2 separate regions of the Mus musculus genome follow, and region 2 is linked to region 1. Evidence: chromatin contacts called from public capture Hi-C data. All regions are on one chromosome and are shown on one strand. The core of a region is the stretch at or near the end of the contact, and the rest is flanking DNA. Distances in the headings are between cores, read along the strand shown.

The links. Capture Hi-C pulls out chosen DNA fragments and counts their contacts.
Region 2: a capture Hi-C map of embryonic stem cells shows a contact between it and region 1, with 2.4 times the contacts expected there. The contact joins two enhancer-like sites. A contact is called at or near these places in 2 of 115 datasets of contacts at active chromatin or transcription factors (both in embryonic stem cells) and 1 of 9 other capture datasets (embryonic stem cells).

What each region holds. Positions count from the first base shown.
Region 1 is chr5:35,708,180-35,712,297 of GRCm38.p6, reverse strand. Sh3tc1 (SH3 domain and tetratricopeptide repeats 1) reads left to right here. Exons shown (of 18, transcript NM_194344.2): 10 at 1,304-1,437; 11 at 2,612-2,653. Among named protein-coding and RNA genes, the nearest start is that of Gm31888, 10 kb to the left of the region's middle. Within about 2 kb of position 1,612, at least 33 of the 459 cell types and tissues checked have an H3K27ac peak or open chromatin away from gene starts, as enhancers often do. A contact at or near this core is called in embryonic stem cells, where this site is marked.
Region 2 is chr5:35,947,203-35,951,529 of GRCm38.p6, reverse strand. Afap1 (actin filament associated protein 1) reads right to left here. Exons shown (of 17, transcript NM_027373.2): 5 at 3,284-3,495; 6 at 496-675. Among named protein-coding and RNA genes, the nearest start is that of Afap1, 56 kb to the right of the region's middle. Within about 2 kb of position 3,024, at least 58 of the 459 cell types and tissues checked have an H3K27ac peak or open chromatin away from gene starts, as enhancers often do. A contact at or near this core is called in embryonic stem cells, where this site is marked.

The DNA.
Region 1 (4,118 bases), core at 363-2,862:
CGGTTTCTCACCTTGGTTGCTTTCTCTTCTTTTTCTCTCTTCCTTGTGCTTGTCCTCCGAGCCTTTGAGGATAAGTTATACAAGTTAAGGCCCTTTGCCCCATTGAAGAACTGCCTCTTGAAGCCAGGATCTCAAGTATAACCACAGGACAGGTATCAAAAACCAAGACACCTTGCCACCACGATGTTCACAAGCAAAGATGATTCCAGCACGCATGTCACACTCACTGTGTCACCCGTTCCACCCTAGCAGCCTTCAGTCACCTTTTCCTCTCTTCTGTTTCTGAAGCAGAGGCTCGCTGGGTAGAGACCGGAAACTGCGCTGTGTTTTCTTTGAAGCTTATTAGTTTCACAGTGTCCTGCTGACTTACTCATACAGGCAAAATCGCCTCCTTCCTCTGTCTTCTTCCTTTTGTGCCTCTGACCTTTCCCTGTTTCCTTTGCCTGACTTCATGGCCACATGAGCCCTGTCCTTGTGTTGGGTACTGTGAGAAGGATGGTGGTTTCACAGGGGAGAGTTCAAGTGGGCTTTGAGAATCTGCCTGGCACTCAACCTTCCCAGGATCTTTATAATCTAAATATTTCTATCTCTATCTCTCTACATCCATATATATAGAGAAAGGTCATTTTTTTCATGTGTACGAGTGTTTTGCCTGCCTATGTGTCTTTCTGTACACACATGGATGCTTCATGCCTGCGGAGGACAGAAGAGGGTATGGAATCCCCTGGACTCAAGTTGTAGATGGTTGTGTTTGGAAAACAGACTCAGTCCTCTATGACAGTAACAAGTACTCTTAACTTCTGAGCTCTCCCTCAGGCCCGTTTACAGGCTTTCTTATTCTGGGCTCAGCAAAGGTCCCCTCAAGGGCAGGTTTTGTTTCTGTTTAGTGTCTTCATTGAGGTTGAGTGGGGCCAGCAGTCTGATGGGGGAGAAGATCCAGATCTGACTGTGAAATTTTGTCAAAAAAGACAAAACCACAAGTTGAGCTGTGGAGATAATTGGCTGCTGATTAAGATCCCTGAATCAGAAGTCTCTCCATCCTATGATAGAGAATACAGCTCCCAGGGGGCCGTGGCCTCCGTGAGATAGCAAGGAAATGCAATGGAACGAGCCACCTGGCTCACACAGGAGGGAGACTCAGCTGGCCTGTGGCTCTGTTCCAAAGTCCTGGAAGGACACTAAACTTGGTTAACCTAAAGATGACTTTCTTGGCCCAACTCCATCTGCCCACTCACACTGGGCCTCCTGGGCTTTGAGAAAATTTGTTCTTCTAAATAAGGTGGTTTGCTTTTTATCTTCCTAGCCTGGAAAGTGCCATTTTCCTCAGTGAGGAAGAAAGGTCATTCTTCAGAAGTGAGGGCCACTTCTCAGACGAAGATGCCCGGCGGCTCCTGAGCAGGACATCTGGCACAGATGTGTGCACCACATGCAGCCTGGGTAGGTACAGGGAGTGTGGCACCTCTGGTCTCTCTGTAAGCTGTGGAGACAAGATTGTGCTGCTAAGTCATTTTAACCTAGAGTCTTCCCCCGGGCAGATTCCTGGAAGAGCAGAAACTGGCATAAAGGGTGTGGGCCAAATGTTTTGCAAATGGGTGGAGCCCAATAGTCTGGTCAAGGCCACACATGACTGTCAGACTCTGCCCTCCCTGCCCGAGCTGGGTTGATGTACTATTGCCTTAGTCCCAAGAGAGCTGGACGTGGGCTGGATACTTCTGGCTCTTTCTGAACTCCCTAGGGACCCTCTCTTCCCCTCCCTTTCCAACTATGCAGCCTCCCTCAGGCCATCCTCCAAAGAAGCAGTGAAAGCCACACTAGGGATCAGGGCAAGGCAACCCTGTGTCCTCAGGGTTGGGTACAGACAACAACCTGGCTTAGAATCCAAAGACGGCAGGGACTGGTGACACAAGGAAGTAGTCCTGAGGCTCTGGGTGTTGAAGGAGCCTATGTCCTGTCATCAAGCACCAGATGCAGACACACTGGGCCCTTAGCTTCTGTGGACAGGAAAATGTGGGGCCCCATTATGATCTGACAGCACCTTTACCAGCACTGAGGCTGGTCCTCTGCCTGTGCTGGTCAGACTCACTTCTCCAGCTCAGGCAGAACTGGCTTCATGACTGTTGGTTGGCCTGGGCACTTGACCTCTAGAATTCCAGGACCTAGAACTTCCAAAGGTGGTGCCCTTCCTCTTCTGCACGTTGTTGTCATGCATGTCTTCTTCAGTGCTTTTCCTCATTTGGTAGCTATGGCAACCCAGCAGGCAGTTAGTGCTCACCCAAGTAAGTGGGAATGAGGGTTCAAGTGCCACCCTGGGTGACAAGCAACCTACAAAAGGAGCTCAAGCCGGTTTGTTCTGCTGCTTGGCGTCTGTGCCTGTGCTCGCTGTGAAGCTGACAATGATCACAGGCACCCCCAGTAGGCGTGGGGGCGGGGGAAGGGGCACCCGAGGTAGACATGTGCTCCCTTGCCTGGAGACATCTGAGAACATGGGTTCTCTGGCCCTGATCACCATAGGTGCTAGTGACTACACAGCTTGCATTCACCTGGCCACACGAGGCAGAACACGGGGCACAGGTAGAGGAAGTGACTGTTGCCCTTTTCCCTTTCCTTCTAGACTGGTTAGAAGAAGCTGAGGGCGAACAGCTGGAGCAACGAGGTAGGTGCTCCCCTGCCTGCGGGCTCAGGTCCTCTTCTTATGGCTGAGTCTCGAGGGTGAGCTCAGGTTCACTGGGTGTGAACACCAGACAGAGGTAGCAGCACTGGAGAGCAGGTCGCTGGCCATCAAACGCCACACCTCTGCAGGATGCTGGCGGATGCGGGATGGGTGGCCGGGAGCTCTCCTATTATAACTGCTGGAAGCTTTGGGAACCCAGACTTCTTCTTCAGTGGACCTCCCAAGAAGGCAGAGTCCCCTCCCCTGCTCCAGCCCACACTGCTGTGGGCTCCTTTTCAAGATAGATGTAACTACCCAGATTTCCCACAGTGGACCTGACTATACTACTATAGGAGTATAGTACACTACTACAGGAGTATAGTACACTACTACAGGAGTGTAGTACATTACTACAGGAGTGTAGCAGTTGGATTTAGGGATTGGAGAGCCCTTTTCCCTAACTTAGTCTAAGGGGTCCCTCCCTCTTGGGGTCCATTCCAGAATACCCGTGCAATTGTCCTCTGCAGCTATCTCCTTCACCAGAGGGTCTAAACAGGGGATCTAGAAATGTGAACCCCTGAGGGGCCTGGGATAACCCCAGGAATGTACCTATGTACGCTTAACTGGGATTCAAGGAAGAGGACCAGGAGGAGGCTGGCACTGCTGGGATGGGTCCCAGCCTCCTTCTCTGGGTACAGCGAGCAGAGGCAGATGAGGATGGCGTAGCTTGGGTGGCCCATCCTCTGCCCAGGTCCTGACAGAGGCCCTAGGGCTCCTCCATCTGTCCAGTCAGGAAGGCCCCTGTGGCTGGGGATTTCTAGACCAATCCAATAGGCTTTACAGACTAGGAAAGTCTGGCTGGCCTCAGCCATGCTATGTAGCAGGAGAATCTCAGACACTTGATTTTCCTTCTGCTTCCGAAGTGCTGAGACCAAAAGTGTGTGCTCCCACATCTGGCTCCAGGTTGTCTGGAGCATATATTTTTTAAAGATTTATTTTTATTTTAGGTGTGTGTTTGTCTGCCTGTGTGTATCTACATGACCTGTGTGCCTGCTGTCTATGGAGGCCTGAAAAGGGCATTGGATCCGCAGTGGAACTGGTTGTGGGCTGCCACATGCTGAAAGCTCAAACTATCCCAGGGAACCAGGCCTGTGTCCTCTGGAAGAGCTTATTTTAACGTTCATACTTGAGAGCAAAGCGGCTGTTTAATACCAGTGAAGGATTAACCCCAGAGCCTTTGTTCATTCATTTCCTTCCTAATAACTCCATGTTAGGCCTGTGTTTTTCCCAGTAGGAAATAGGTGTGTGCTTACTCTGCCCTCATGGAGGACTGTGGCTTTGGGTCTACTATACCTGACTGAGGCCCACAAGCAGGCAGTGGTAGATTGTGCTCACTGGCCAATCAGTAAACTGTCCCTGGGATCATTCCCCAAGGAGACTGCTACCACTTTCACATGAGATGGCTGAG
Region 2 (4,327 bases), core at 1,775-4,274, 240 kb before region 1:
CAACCACAGGGCAGACGGACAGCTTCCGGGGACAGACAGTTGCCTGCAGCTGGAAGTCAGGTGAGTGAAATTCTAGCAATGAGTGCTCAGTATCAAAAATAAACAAGGACTGGAGAGAGAGCTCTATTGTTCAAGGCTAAAACTCACAACCAAAGCTTCAAAACAAACAACAACAATGAAAGGATGTCTCAGTAGGTAAAGGCATTTACTACCAAGTCTGACAAGTTAGGTTTAATCCCAGAGGCCTACACCATGGGTGGGGGAATAGAGAGCCAGTTTTCACAAGGTGTCTGCTGACCTCCACATGCCAGTCATGTCATGTGTGCGTGCATGTCTGTGTATGCATGTGTGTATGGGGGCAGGGCAAAATTAACATGTAACTCAATTATTAAAAAAAGATAAAACTCCTAGATTCATTGATCTGTCTGGGTTTTAGACAACTTATCAATTAAATGAGTCTGGAAGTGTGTCTCAGAGTCATGTCAGATGTCCTACCTTCAACCACTGCTCAGCCTGTTCCTTGCTCTGAACAGCTAGAACCAGAGGGTCTGTGCCTTGCTGGGTGATTTTCAGCTCGTGTTTCTTCTTCTTGCTGTCTCTCGGGATGTATGTGATACTGCAGCCCTGCAGCGGCAGCTCCATCTGAGGCTGCTGGTCCTTGGAACTTTTATAGCACTGCGGGGAACACAACAGACCAATTAATGCCTTGAGGAAGTGCGACCAGAAACAATGATGAAACCCAGCATAACCAAACCTCTAGTGCTAGCCAGGCTTTGGGGGGGGGTGGCTCAGCAGCCAGCGAACAGGTGTGACACCGTCTGCTGCCTACCCACACTCCTTCCACATCTGCCACACACAGGTGTATGCTAAGTCGGCTGAGGCATATGGAATGTCTAAGACTCGACTGAGCAGGCACTGATCTGTCCTGTGTTCTATTGGAGCACAGTTCATGTGAATATAACATACATGAAAGGGTTACTAGATCTGTTGCAACTGCATAGAGCTACTGTGGGCAGACTAGGTAATGATAACGACACTTGGTGCTGGAGAAATGGCTCAGCACTTAAAAGTGCGCACTGCCCTTGTAGCGAGCCTAAGCCCTGTCCCCAGCACCCACAGCAGTTGGCTCACAACCACCTGGAATGCTAGTACTGTCTGGAGATCCTGGGAGGCAAGCCCAGGCCACCTCCAAACAGGAGTCCCCCAAGGCTGCTGCAAAGAGCCTGAGGAAGGAAGACCAGGCAGGACTCAGTTCAAGCGAAATTCATAGAGAGCCCAGGGCCCTGGAGCTGGAAGCCCGCTGGCTCTGCCCCTTGACTCCCTCAGCACTAGGTACAGGCAGACCCCAGGAAGAAAGGTGACTTGGCCTCAGAGTCCATCCAGTGGAGAGGCTCTTCCAGTGATACCCACCAGCTAGGAGACAGATACTTCAGTGAGTGGGCAGAGTGTCTGGGGGTGACTGGGTAGGTCTGGAATTGCCTGGGCATGGAAATAAAAGGTCTAGAGATGGAGTCAATAGAGTAGGTAGCGTGACACCCACAGGGGGAGGCCAGGCAAGGTGTTCCAGGAAAGAAAAGTATGCTTTCTCTCATCTGAGTAGTTGATCATGGGTTAATTATGAAGGAAGATAATGCATACACACATATACATAAAAATACATACATACATACATATACATACATACACACACACATACATACATACACACACATACATACATACATACACACAGCACAACAACAAACAAACAAACAAAACAACAATTACTACTACTACTACTTTAAGCCAAATGTGTGTAGTACTTGCTCATAATCTCATCATTCAGGAGATGGAAGAGAAAGGATTCAGAGCTCAAGACTAGCCTGGGCTACATAGTGAATTTGAGGCTAACCTGAGCTATCTAGCAAGATTCTGTCATAACAAAGCCAAAATCAAATAAAAGGCCAAGTTTCACCTTGCATTTTGTCTTACATGATGTTTTCCCTCATTTTCCATTTATTCCTTCAACAATTTAAAGGTAGGCTCTATGAAAGCTATGAAAGCTCTCACCATCATAGAGCAGGGAGAGGGCTCTCACTGCAGAGAAAAGCAAGAGAGGAGGAAGAGGACCAACGGGTGTGGGGCCAGGAACCTGGGCCCCAAACTGCTGACTCTGCATCAGCCCTCCCGCTGTCTGCACTGGAAATAAAACGGCTCTTTCTCATGAGTGTGGAGTACATTTTAAATCACTGCATATAGCATATCACCATCTTGCAGCGATTGCATCAGATTATAAAGAAGGGCTATGTTAATATTTTTCATGCTTTAAAATCCCCAATGGCATCATTTTTGGCATATTCTATATTTGGAAGAAATTCAGGCCACACATGTGGAAAAAATATGCACTTCGTTTAAAAAGGCTGAACAAAAAAAAAAAGAAGAAGAAGAAGAAGAAGAAGAAGAAGAAGAAGAAGAAGAAGAAGAAGAAGAAGAAGAAGAAGAAGAAGAAGCACATCCAGTGATCTAAGAGCCAATGCGAGCAAGACTCCCATAATTCACTGGGGGCCATGGTCTCTCTTACAGTGTTATCTGCTCCATCACGTGGGGAAAGGAGAAACCCAGATTTTCTCCTTTAAGGACTCACTTTTGAGCAATTGCTTCCTGAGGTTAATTTGAAAGACAAAAGGCAAAAAGCAGACAGTAAAACTCCTGACCCAGTGACCAGCCTTGGTTTTTACCGGAAGTGGCCTTGGGAGCTGGGGGGACTGGGGGCAGGAATGCCGCCTCCAAGGCTCCTCTCCTTGGAACCCCCAAGGGGACAGCACCTGTAGCCAGAGTCCTGAATCTTCTACGCCCTGCTTCTGGATGTACTCCACCTTCCTGTTTTGCCTCCAAAACAAAACAAAACAAAACAAAAAAACCCACCCTTCTTTTTGGAAAGCTTTTGACTTTCCAAAAGAATGTCCTTTCCCTCTGCCCTCCCCTAGGCGCCTCCACAGGCTCCGGCCTCTGCTGTGACCTGGCTGGGAGGAATTTACTGACTCGCTACAAATGAGAAAGTCTATCTTGCAGTTTCTGGCAAGTCTCAACACTGCTCATTTCCACTGACACAAGCCACAGGCCCCGCGGGGTGGAAGGACTTGGGTGTGGGGGAACCATGAGCCCTCCCTGAAGAGGTGCCAGCGGGCTGGGCTGAGCTGGGCTGGGCCGTCGCTTGCCTCCCCTGTGGTAGCGTCTGCATGTACCAGTTGTGGTCCTGTACTTCGGACTGCCAATGGCGGCACAGCCCCACTGGGCTCCTCACCAGCAGCTTGGTGTCTTTGATGACGCAGAGCAGCTTGGTCCACTGGCCAAAGCGTTTCTTGCGCAGCAGGAAGGCACAGATCTTGGCGTCTTTCACCAGGTCCATAGAGGCCTCCTCTGACGGCCACTGATGCCGAGTTTTCTTCCCCTTCCCGTCCTCTTCCTCTTCATCATATGACTCATAGGAACTGCTCATGGCATCAGAGTCATAATCTGTGGAGGAGAAAAGGGTAGAGGTGAGAGGCCGACCCTCCAGCTCACCTCACCTGGCCTTATTTCCAGCCACCGTAGGCTTCAGTGAGAAAGGGCTTCCGCCCTGGCACTGGGGATAAAACTTGCACAAGTCAGGCACTGAGAACACATCAAAATGCTTCAAATGCAACGACTAAAACATTGAGATTCATTTTTTTTTAAATCTCTAGATTCGTTCACATCAACAGGATGATGTCACCCCAATGGCAGCATTAACTGTGCCCTGCCTTGGGTGGTCACTCGGGAACCATGTCCGTGAAGAGTCCTCTGCTCCTCTTTATCTGGCCTTGATTAAATCCACCCCCACCCCAGTCTTCTTGTTGACACTACCACCCACAGACCCTTCAGTACACTTGGGATCCACCAGAGGCCACCTCTTCCCACTGGCTTGCCTTGGATCTGGGCAGGACTGGTCCCATCTCTCTAACAGAACAAATCTCACTCAAGGACACCCCAGTTCTTACACTTTCTCCACACATAGCCTGCTCCCTCTTCCTCTGGGCTCTCTGTACACACCCGAGCTGCCCCATCTCCCTCCTCTCTCCTGGGATAATGTGTGTTCATGTCTAGCATTAAGCTATGGCTCCCTCTGGCCAGTACCATGGGCTCAAGATTCCCTGAGACTCTCATGCTGAGTGAGGTCTTTAGGCTAACATGACTGCATCTGATGGAGCTTTTGGATTACGATTCAGATGAAATCTGTTACCAATACGACCATAAGGTAGAGTCCTAATCCAATGGGAGTGGTGAGAGAAAGGGACAAGAGGAAAGAGGGGGGAAGAAGGGAGGGGGT